Linked DNA regions of Zea mays: region 1 is linked to region 2. The links are chromatin contacts, called in public Hi-C maps. All regions are on one chromosome and are shown on one strand. Each heading gives the region's core, a stretch centred on a gene start, on an enhancer-like site or on the middle of the called end of the contact. The rest is flanking DNA. Distances are from core to core; before and after follow the strand shown.

Evidence for each region. A called contact is a pair of places that touch in the nucleus more often than the background predicts.
Region 1: a Hi-C map of ear shows a contact between it and region 2, with 2.0 times the contacts expected there. The contact joins the promoter of LOC100193339 here to the promoter of LOC100273352 in region 2. A contact is called at or near these places in 5 of 25 Hi-C or Micro-C datasets (bundle sheath, ear, leaf and 1 more).

Annotation. Positions count from the first base shown.
Region 1 is chr4:238,318,346-238,324,930 of Zm-B73-REFERENCE-NAM-5.0, reverse strand. LOC100193339 reads right to left here and starts at 4,580. Exons shown (of 7, transcript NM_001138474.2): 1 at 4,475-4,580; 2 at 4,208-4,379; 3 at 4,080-4,120; 4 at 2,682-2,845; 5 at 2,460-2,562; 6 at 2,217-2,386; 7 at 871-1,623. The coding sequence starts at 4,371. The coding sequence ends at 1,111. It also overlaps the pseudogene LOC103655982.
Region 2 is chr4:238,157,534-238,163,364 of Zm-B73-REFERENCE-NAM-5.0, reverse strand. It overlaps LOC100273352, which reads left to right and starts at 3,776. Exons shown (of 1, transcript NM_001159432.1): 1 at 3,776-4,760. The coding sequence starts at 3,781. The coding sequence ends at 4,386.

The DNA.
Region 1 (6,585 bases), core at 3,331-5,830, 160 kb before region 2:
AATTTTGGCGGACAGTATAGCGCACCTTGCTGGACGCTTACCAGACGTTTGTGTCTGCTATATTTGGCGGACAGGAGGCTTTACCGACCCTTGTTGGAGAGAGTCTAACAACAACATTTTCTATCATCCTCGTCATATCCTTTATATGGAAATCCGGGGCCAGGGGGTCATTCCCTTGACTCGTACTTATGAGAAGCTTTTTACTCCACGAGAAATTAAACAAAAAGCTGCCGAATTAGCCTATTTCTTGCGTGTTGTTCGGTACTTAAACAAAAAGCTGCAGCAATTAGCCTATTTCTTGTATGTTGTTCAGTTCTACCCCAATCTATATGGATTGAGGGGGTTTTAATCCCTAGCAAGTCAAAATCCCTCCTAAACCATATCAATCCCCTCCAATCCATATAGATTAAAAATAACCGAATAAGCCGTAAAGTATTTTGAGTACCAATTGCAATTTTTTGCAATTGTAAGGGGATTTTCGAGTATTTATCTAAAGTAAAGGAAGGAACAAACGAGGATAAGAGAAAATTGCTTCGAAAAGAAAAGCAAGAATAATATACTGATGATAAAAAGAGAATATAAGCAGTAATCGTTGAAGTTAGCAGAGTACAAATTCTCATGCACAAAACTGCAAATATGAATGCAGACATCTCAACACTCTAATATTTACGCCATAGCCCAGGTCGCATCCCTGAGTTCATTTCCATTTGTAGAATGTAAATCAAGTCATAAAATGTAACCAAATCCTCTAATGGGTCCCTAGTTGTAATCACCACATGTGGCAACAGTTAATCTTGCAATGGCAATGTTAGAGCACGGAATATAGTTCTACCGCACCAAATACTGTTCCTACCATAAAATGCTCGATCTCAGGGTTCTAAACTCTGCATATACCAAACTAAAGAATACAACACAGGTTTTATGTGTAGCTTGTACTGCAAACAAGGCAGGCAGGGAGGCTCAGCTGCAGCAATTACACAGTTCTCACGGTGACTTAATTAGACCCAACTACGTTCCAATGCCCACTGTTTAGATGGACATGCCATGAAATCTGAACTTCTAGGAGAAGAGGAACACCTGAGACCCAGAAAAATAGTTTAAACTCGTCGCTTATTTTCCGTATGGATGATACCTGCTAGAACCCCGAGCACCTGTGCTCCCACCACCAGTACTGCCTGCTCCGCCATAACTGCCGTATCCGCCAGTGCCATAACCACCTGGGGCGCCACCATAGGCAGCACCACCTCCATAGGCACCGCCTCCGTAGGCACCTCCTCCATAGGCGCCACCACCATAGGCACCATATGCACCATAGGCAGCACCTCCATACATGGATCCACCATAACCACCACCAAAACTAGACCCAAAGCCAGCATTGCCTCCATAGCCATACCCTCTACCATAGCCATATCCTGCTCCTGCGCCACCATCATATCCATAACCTGCTGCAGCAGATCGATAAGCACCACCATACCCATAACCACCGCCGCCTCCACTGCTGCCACTACCAGCTCCACCACCACTACGGTAAGAATTGCGGTAAGCTCCACCTCCGTGGTTTGATCTCCCATTACTGCTGTGGTCAGATCCATGTTTCTTTGGTTCAGCCTTCTTTATTTCAACCTGCAAACAGAAACCATAAAAAAGTTAACTGAAATAACACATCTGTAACCAACACGACAGGAAAACCACTTCAAATTAAACAACAGCAAACACTCTTCTCATTAGTCACCACAATCATCATAGATCAAATTTCAATTCTCTATTGACTCAAGAAAATGAGTAGTACCATACATTAAATGACCAAAAATAAGGAGGTTAACATCACAATGTGTGAGCAATACGAATAAAAAGAATGCCTTCTTAGGCTATCTCCAGCAAATCGTGCATATGGTCATGCAAAACATTGTTTTGCACCTTATACTGCACTATTCACAGAGTGAGGTTTGAAATAAAAGATGTGATAGGCGATAGGATGGGTAAGCTGCTGGAGACAGCCTTATAGAAGATCTAGAGTTCCATTCACAATCTCAAAGCACCTATTATAGCCAAAATAGTGGTCGCGTATCAGAACCTAAGTTGTATTCTAGAATTTCAAAACCCCTTCAATCCAGTAGCGCATGAATTATGAACATTTCCAAGTCTTTTAGTTTTTTGTTCAACTTCGCTTTTAAGTGAAACATAAGTCTACAACAAAACAAATTTAAAAATCTAACCTGCTTCCCACCAAGATCACGCATTCTCCCCTCTGATATGACCCTTTCAACAGAATCTTCACTTTCAAATGTGATAAAACCAAACCCTCTAGAACGCCCAGTGCTATGATCAAGCATTATCTGATGTTCAACCACATTACCATATGATGAAAAGTGATCCTTCAATTCATCTGAAATTTTGTACCCTCTCAGTATCATAAACAAATTGCATTCAAGATTTCTTTGTTGATATCAAACACCTACCTTCAGTAAGAGATGGCGGTAGCCCACCGATGAAGATCTTTCTTGTCTTAGGGCCGTCTTTGGTGATCATCTCTTCCCTCGGGACAGTCCTCTTAACTTCAACCTGCATAAACAAGAAGTTGAGAGGGTTCGAGAGAAACTAACTGTCAACTAAATTGCAGAGGTTTGCAGAGCTGGAAGCTAAGGTCCCATGTTACGGTCGATCTAAATTAGATATCCTACCGTTCTGCCATCTATAACGTGATCATCCTCCAAAACCTTGTCTATAACAGATGGATCAGAAAATGTAACAAATCCAAATCCACGAGGCATCTTAGTATGCTTGTCCTTCATAATTACAGAATCAGTTATTGCCCCATACTTCTCAAAATGCTTGGAGAATGATTCTACATACAAACAGATAAAACCATACAAATTTGTCAATTTGGAAAGAACAGAATCACAAAAGTAGCAAACCAAGGATTGGAGATGAACAGGAAAAAATATTTCACATAAGAGCATCCCTAGAAACATCATTCGAGAAACCAATCAACATATGCAAGTCTGAAGATAACCTACTTCACAAATGAATTCCCTTCTTTTAAGCAGAAACATATGAATTTTCGTGCATAACTCATATTGGTCTTTGTATACCAGCAAGAAAACAGATGAATTTGAAAGAAGTTCATGATTTTGTGCAATCTATCTCATTACTTGTCAGTACTTGTATCGTACATTAGTTAATCTGAGCAACATATCTAAGCATGATGCACTTAACTACACACAGAACAGAAATATTGATTTTACAATTTGCTATGCATTGTGGGACGATGACTCATTAACAAAACAAAACCAAGTTATCATCGTTGGAAAAGATGGAACAGCTTTCCTTGCTGGTGTATCCTTTACTCAAATACCAAGTGGATTTACAAATCAATACAAATTATAAATGCAGTACAATGAGTAAAAGCAAATCTGAGCATGATGCAGGAATTGGCCATTTCACTGTAACCCGCATATATATTGAAAAATGTTTAAAAGACTAAGCATCAGAATATATGCTCAGCAGCACAGAACATGCAAAGAAACGTGTATCTATCAAGTGCATTGTTAATCATTCACATATTTTTTTATGAGTAGTCATCCAGGTATATCATTCATATGTAGCCTGTTCCAATTAGTTATAAAAATTCACAAACTTGATTAAAAACATGGAAACGTAGTTGAATCCATGAAACATGAAACAATAATAGCAGCAAGTCAACCAACCAATTAACAAATAATGCCACAGGCAACAAAATATGGAAGAAAACACACCAATAACATTAAGCCAATGTGGCAAAAGAACAGAGACAAACAAGGAAAATGGCCTGTGGGACACTTAATGGAAGCATGCTAACAGAAACACTACTTTCCGCAATAACAGACGCCATATCAACCCTTTATGACAACCTGCTCGCCGATAGTTCATGTTTCCACATTTTTATTTCAGCATTCAAAACATCTAGAGAACCGATCTAGTTCTAGACAAAGAAAACTCCAGGAGTACCTTCAATTTAGCATTCAAAACATCTAAAGAACCGAAATAGAAAAATCAAACTCCAGGCGCAAGCAGTCCAGTAAATAACACATAAATTTTACCTTCAGTAGTCTCCCAAGCAACGCCTCCGACAAAAATCTTTCTGCAAAAGAAAAAGTATTAGCTCTCTTGCTAAACTATATCCTTGAAATTCAGAACAAATACAAACCCTAAAGCCCAAATCGCTCACCCCAACGAGTCGCCACCCGCCCCCCTCCCATCCTCTCCGACAGCAACAGCGTACCCAGAGCCCCCATCCCGGCCTACCCGCCTCCCGGGGTGTCCCTCCTCTTCGTCGACCTCCTCGTCGTACCCGTTCAACTCGTGCTGGTTGTCCTCCGGGTACCCCGCCATACTGCAAACTTCGGGAAACAGCCGCCTGAGATCGAACCAACAAAATCTGAACAAACAGGCAGAAACCCTAGGTCGGGGCTTGAAAGAAGGCCGGGCTGATTACCACGGAATCAGAGCAATCCAAGGGTGGGGTTCGGGGCCTGAGCAAACCCTAGCGGCGCTGCTGCGGGTGCGGGTTTAGAGGGAAGGAGACAGGGACTAGATGAGAGAGAGAGACGGAAGAGGAGTCGGCGGCGGCGAGGTTCGGTTCGAGTCCAACGCGCAGGCGGCTCCGTTATTTATATGAGCCGTGCGCGACGGTAGTGGATTAGACGTACCGACGAGCCATTTACCATCTCTACTACTTATCTCTACTACTTCTTAAGATAGTAACGTAGGCGTTCACAGGTGCGTTCTGCCTTCCACCCGACATCCTTGTCTACAACGCGCCGCTAATCTCGTAGTCGCGCCCCGGCGATCCGCGCCTGCCTGCCGCCGCCCGTGATTGTAGCCCACCCCGACACCGCGCCCCCTCTCCCCTGACGTGATGCCCGCCTCCCACCCCGTCCCCTCGGTGTCCCTCGCTTCCACCCGCCCTGACACAGATCTCACCCTTGGGGGACATGGGGAGCAGCGTCTAGATGATGGGGTCGGAGCGCACCAGCGGAGTAGAGCAGCTCCACCTTGTCCACCTCCTCCGAGACGAAGAGGGAGTAGACGAGGTCGCAGGTGGCCTGCGAGTCCTTCACGGTGGGCACGTCATTCACCTCCAGACCCCGCTCCAGCGGGATGTAGGGGCGGCGCTGGAAGTAGGCGTTGCCCTTCTTCCCCACGCTGATGACGGTGTACTGGAGGCCCAGCTGCTCGAGCTCCTCCATGCGGGTCTCCACCTTCTTGAGCACGTTGTTGTTGAAGCTCCCGCAGAGGTCGCGCTCGCCGGTCAGGACCACGAGCGCCACCTTCATGACGGGGCTGCTGCGGGTGAGGGGCAGGTCGATGTCCTCCGTCTGGATATCGCCCCTCATGTTGTAGAGCACCTCGACCAGGGCCTCCGAGAAGGGGCGGGAGGAGACGATCCAGTGACCAGGGCCACCAAACCGCGACCCCGACCCCTACCCAGCCGCGGAGGAAAGGGCGGGGTGCTGACTCCGGTGGTTGGAAGGAGGCGACGCGACCTCAACCTCACCAACTTCGTCGGGTCCTCTTCTCTGCAGCCGCGTGTGCACCCCGACATACTTCATCTCTTGATTTCTTCGTAAACAACAGATGAGGGATTCACGATGGCTAAGTCGAAGGACCACATGGCACATAACCAGTCGTACAAGGCGCATAAGAACAACATCAAGAAACCCACGCGCGGCTGCCAGACCTCCACCAAGGGGGTACGTGCTTCCTTTTCCTTGCTTCTCAAATCTCAACTATGCTAGATCTGAATGTGCTTCCTTTTCCTTGCTTGTCAACTACGCCACTCCATACTTGGCAGTCTGCTATCCCACATCACAGGTGTTTAACCTTGTGCAACCCTTTCCAAAATTGAGACGCACCTCTATCAGATGACAGGAAAAAAATTCCCTTGGTCATGTATTTCCCTTTGATAAATTTGAACCAAGTATCATCAGACCCCTGAGAAATTTTCTATATCCATTTTACTAGCAGACATTCATTCATCATTCTGCTGTCTAGAATGCCTAGACCACCTTGGTCTTTTGGCCTAGCTACCATCTCCCATTTGGCCATGTGATAGCACTTTTTTCTTTTTAGCTCCTTGCCAAAAAATTAGATCTAATCGAATTCATTTTATAATGAAACTCTTTAGGGAGGAGATAAAAACCCATGCAATAAGTCAGAGGAATCATAGGACTATAAAAGTGTGGCAACCCACATAAGCACACACGCTGTACACAGGCACTATGACATGTTCAGACTTCACACTGAGCAGAAAACAACCTACAAAAACATAAGTCAGATGAATCATGTTATGAAAAAAAGGAAAAAAACACCTGCCTGATATTGTCGAACACATCCATCATCAGTGAGAGACCTCGAGTCCAAATAAAACATGGGAAAAAGGCAATTTGGAGCAGATCAGAGAAACTAAGAATAGAACACACACTGGGAAGTTATCCCTGTGGTTGCATTAGCAGCAGGTACCATATTAACGTATGTGTTTCCTCTGTCAAATGTGGCAAAACAAAAAACTAATTTGGCTCGGGCCAACTATTGAATCAGATAACA
Region 2 (5,831 bases), core at 2,527-5,026:
TAATAGCTCGGTCATCACCCCTAAAAGCGACGATATGATGCTCGAGTTTCTCAGCCAGAGCAATCGACTTCACAGATAAGGCAAACGGAGGAACGATTCGAGAACTTCAAGTTACGACACAAGCATAACAGATAGAGAACATCACGGACAATAGATATCACGACAGAGATCAATTGACTATGAAGCAAAATAATCAACACAGGAGGAGACGAAATCATTCTTCATTAAGGGAAGTTACATTACTTACAAATCAACTCATTATGAGTTGATACTTCCCTACTGCTACTACTACTACTACTACGCTACACTATACTACTCTACACTACTAAATACTACTACATTATTTTATTATACTACTTCTAACCTATACTAACATCTAAAGACCAGTGGCATCTAGCCAATGGCCCTGTTGCTACCCTTGCTGCTGCCGCCGTTGCCGCCTCTGCTGCCGCCGTTGCCGCCCTTGCTGCCGCCGTCACCGCCATCATCGTCACCGTCGCCTTCGTCGTCGTCGTCGTCGTCATCTCCGCCATCGCCGCCACCGCCCTCCTCGAACGAGTCCGAAGAGTCCTCCTCGCCCGAGGAGTACTCCGACTCATCCGAGCCCTCGAGCCCGGAGCGCTCGACGGCCCGGATATAAGTCCAGACCTCCGCGGCAAGCCCCTAGGAGTCGTCTGAATCGTCAGACGACGCCGGGGGAGAGACGGGAGCCGGAGACCCCTCGGACTCGGAGGAGAACTCCTCCGAGTATTCCGAGTTGCCGAAGTCCTCCGATGGAGGAGTCGGCTCGCGCTTGCGTTTGTTGCTCTTGCCCATGGTGGAAATGAAGGGAGAAGAAGAAAGCAAGCAGCAGAGAACAGCAAGAGATGTGAAAAAACCGGAGAGGCAAAGGCACTATTTATAGAAGAAGAAGGCAACCGCTCACCTCCTACCACGGTCACTGAACAGTCGCAAAATATTCAATATACGCTTCAACCCGTCTGAAGATACGTCAGGCGGCTGACGCCGTTTCACGCAACGCAACACCCATTGGGACTCCAGTCAAATGTGCGGGTGATATGATTACACCCGCCGTCACATCACATTACTACTCAGAAGCAGCCGGCTAAAACACTCAGCGTACCAAGCCGTCCCTTGCCCACACCCATTGGGGGGGACGCCCAGGAATTATCAGTATATTTTTCAAAACCGTCACATCCGTGCAGGGCATGCAATGAATACCTGAAGACAAAAATGAGATATCAGTAAGGATCAAAGGAAAGCCAAATATAGCCAGGGAAGTACAAAATCTGACCGACAGAAGCGACATGAAGACTAGCCAGGGGACGTCCATCGAATGTCCAATCAGTCGCAGATCAAATAAATTGCACCACCTAGCAAGATATGGGTAGATCACGAACTCGGCCTCAAAGACAAAATAATGCTGACCTCTAAAGCATAATATCGATGACATAATGCTGACCTCTAAGGCATTCGGAAAAAGAAAGGATGACCCTCAGCAAAAGAACACGAAATGAAGACCTTCGAGTGGATTATTTTCAAAAATCCACTCGAAGCTCGGGAGCTACACCCACCATGAATCACCATTTCAAGTCAAGACAATGCCAACTTCTAAAGCATATGGCAAGATTAAAGGCAAGGTTGACCTCCAACAAGAGTGCAAGCGGAAAATAAAAATGATTTCTGATGAAGACCTTCGAGTGGATTATTTTCAAAAAACCACTCGAAGCTCGGGGGCTACACCCATTGGGTGCACCTCCGGTGCACCCAATGGAGTTCAGGGTCCTACAATACGAAATACCGATCTCCAAGGCACGAGTGTGAGACAAAGCTCCAGTTTTCAAGTGATCAAAGCAGAAGGAGACAGTAAGAAATCGTTTTTACCAAACTGCCCGGAAAGCATTTCTTGTCATAAACGAAGACCACAAGCTGGACCTAGGATCTTTGGGCCGATTATCTCAAAATCAACCCAAAGATCGGGGGCTTGTGGGGGACAGATATCCCCCGGGTCCACTGGAAGGATAAAAGACCTCACAAAAGGCCTAAGGGCCCAATAAATCGTAAGGTCACTCCTTCATGGGCCTGGGGAGGAACGATCAGTAAAGCAGATTGGCATAAGGCCGGATCGGTGTGAGCCCGGATGGCCCAACAACGTTGAGCAAGCAACCACAACAGAAGACCCGACTTTCCCGCGCCGGAGCCCCGTACAACGGAACCAGGCGAGGATAAGTCGGCAGAACTATAGGAAGATAGGCTCAATCAGTTCACTATCTCTTAGGTGCAGTTTGTTATCTCATCCGCATGTATTGCCTCACGGTCGAATATATAAGGCCTAGGGGGCACCCCTTCAGAACGATCGATCTCACCACTCATCCATTCACCCCAACTCTCTATTCTCTAGTGTTAGAGAGCTCCCTTGTAATCCACCACGTAAAACATTCTCACCAGGATGTAGGGTGTTACGCATCTCCAAGCGGTCCAAACCTGTAAACATTGTCCATTGTTCCTCGTGCATCCGGCACGAACCATTTAGCTACAGTCGGCGACACCGTCCTACTCCTAAAAACACCTTGAGGGGCAACCCCGGGTGTGCGGTCGGACCCAAAGCACCGACACTCGACATTGCCAAACACATCTCTGTCCACAATTTCTCAGGTGATATCAATGTTTATTTTGAATTTTATCTATGTCTTTTTCTATAAAAGGATTCATTAACATGGATAAGTCTTCTTGAGGGGCATTATGATGGAGGCATGTACTCTCTCAAACAATATGATGGTGCCACCCTCAAACAAACCCTAATTGGTTGATCTACCAGTCGCACCCAATAACATGCTTATGTTAGTTACCCCTCGTCTCAAGTTGTTTAGTTGATTATGCATCTTAATAATATTTCATGTCCTAAAGAGTCAAAGTCATCCATTTTTAGTGCCTAATATGTAGCTCAAAGTTAGCAATTGACCTATAATATCTAGGCGTCGTCTCCTAGTCAACTATGGCGTCGTCGAGATAGTTATCTTAGTTCAATTTAATTTATCATTAGCTATTTTGTAATACATTCTTGTAATGTAATAAAGATTATGATATTCGTCTCTATACACCGAGTCATTATATGTGTGGACTTGATTATAACGCACATATGAGATGTATCTGGATTTCGCTTTAAATACGGGTGTGACAATAACATCAGTCACCTATTTTTGTGCCAACCTCATATTTTATCGGTTCTCTAAACACGTGGATGTCGATTATTACTTTGTATATGATCATCCGATCATGTCTCCACTCAATAACTTGGTGTGCGGGTCGTTTCATAAGGTTCAGATTGTAGATATTATGATCAAGCCCTTATCGGTTCATAAGAATTTTGTTATAATTTGGATGTGCAGGGAGCAAAAGGATAAGGTGCAGTTACTATTCTAGCTTCTTGCTCGACGATGCGCTAGGGGTCTAGGGCAGCTGGCAATGAAGCCGAACAAAAATCCCGAATCGACAGCCTTTAAATGTCACATAAATCGCCACGACGAAGAATTGAGCAGCACCGTCCCCCACCCATCTCAGCTGCCAATTCTCCTATCCGACAGCTTGCAGGACGGATACTAATAACCGTCGATAGCACGCAGGTTCTTGCATCCGACGGCTCAGAAAGCCAGCCTCTCACGGGCTGCTCTACGCCTCCCGGGCCACCTGGCTACCCGGCCATCATAAAGAGGCGGCCTCCCGCCCCTCCTCTCCTCGCGCTGCTTGCTTGTCCGTTGTCGCAGAGAGAGAAAGAGTGGGATGGCAATGGAGAGGTCGTTGTCGTGCGCGGAGAGGGGCAGCCAGTACGGCGCCGGGGCGGGGGCGGGGGCGATGAACCTCCGGAGCTACAGCGCCTCCTACGAGCGACCGACGACAGCGGCGCCGTCCACGGTGCAGCGCGCCAGGAGCGTGAGCTCGTGGAGCACGCCGCCGGCGCCGCCGCCCGTGCAGCGGGCCGGGAGCACCAAGAGCGGCCCCACCGCCGCCGCCGGTGGCCGGGCCGCCCCGGGGCTGAACCTGCGCTCCTACAGCGCCTCCTACGCGGCCTCCTACGGGCCCACCCTGGCCGATACCGGCGGGCAGCTGAAGCGCTCCGGCAGCGTCACCAACTGGACCTCCGCCAACCGCCGCTCCGTCAACCTGAGGGGGTACGCCCCGTCCTTCGCCGCGATGGACGACACCGCCGGCGCGGTCCCGGCGCCCAGGAGGAAGCTGCGGGCGGGGGCGGACGACGCCGAGGTGCAGCGGCGGCGGCTGGTCGTGTACAAGACGTACGGCGTGGAAGGGAAGGTCCGGGAGTCGGTGCGCCGCGGCGTCAGCTGGATCAAGGGCAAGTGCTCCGGCGCGGCCTACGGCTGGTGGTGATCGATCGCCAGCTCCATCGCCGTGCCCACCGGCCTATCGGAGTGGTACTACTACGGTACGGTCTACCATATGAGCTGGTGCACTGCATGCCCACCGCCGCACCAGTACCTCCTGTTACTTGTTCTTGGAGTTAGGAGTTTTTTTAATCTTTAGGAGATGGATTTGGTTGTATGTAGTAGCATACTAGCATGAGCTGTGGAGCTTCTTCTCTTGGTGAGTGATCTCGTGTCTTGTGAGGGAAGGAGGAAGTTCATGCTGTGGGTGTCCTACTCCTCTTTACAGAACAGATATCTGGACTCTGGTCTATGTAAATATAGGTGCTGCGTATGTATATATGTGTGTATAGAATAAGATTTCTGTAAATTATTACTACTACTACAGGCAAGACTGCTGTTGATGGCCTCTTTGAAAAGGCCGGCTTCGGATTCACTATTGTAACTGTATCTCAGAAGCCGGTGAAGTGATCAAATCCTGACCTGCTCCTCCATCGTCTAGTGCTCTAGACTGATTTGGTGATCAGAGACATGTGGGGGAGGAATACCCTTACTATTCAAATTTAAATAGCAAGAGGATTAGGATTCATGATCATCAAATCAACCCCTAGTTTGTTTTGCTGCCATACTAAACAGTGACGCAGCATCATACGTGTCAGGAAGAAGGTCTGAATTTGTGGCAGCACATATATACCGCAAATGGAACGGGGGTGTCACAGTAGGATTCAGAATTTTCATCAGCCAGCAGATTTCTAGCCTGTAATCTTGGTTCCTTCTCGTTCAGTTTTTTTCTTCTTCTTCAGATTCGAGCTAAAACTTCGTCAAAGCTTGAAAAAAATTAGCCGAGATTTCTAGCCGATTTCCCTCTCTATCGGCCCCCTCCCCTCCACGCACGCACGGCAACGCCTTAATTTGTACAGTTATACTCTCGCCTTCAATCACAACCACGTAACATGCACTGGCAGTTGGCGGTGTGGAGTTTTCTCCAGCCCTAGTGTTTTTTTTTATTTCTATATATTTTTCCATGTAGTGGGATCCCGTAGGATAGAACACTACATTTTCTGTGTGGATTTTGCAGAGTCAACTCTCCAGCGCAGCATCAAAGCTAGGCTGGTAATTGGTTATATCGTAGAGATGACCAAACGAGCCACCGGCCCGGTCCAAACTCGGTGAAGCTAGGCCCATTTTGGACTGGGCCGTTAGTCACGGTTCGAAAACTATGACGGGTCTTCCAAGCCCGCGAGCTTGTTTTACTGTCCGAGCCTGTTTAGTGTCGGGCCGGTAAGCACGATTTAGTGCAAAAAATGGGCTTGACGGGCTTACAGATGAATGGGTCGTGTCGGACTAGCCTATCGGGCTTAGTTTCCTGTCCGAGCCCGGCCCGCTTATTCGTGTCGGGCCAGCTCGGGCTCTTATAAAACCATACCAGGCCAAAACACGTGCTTCGGGCCG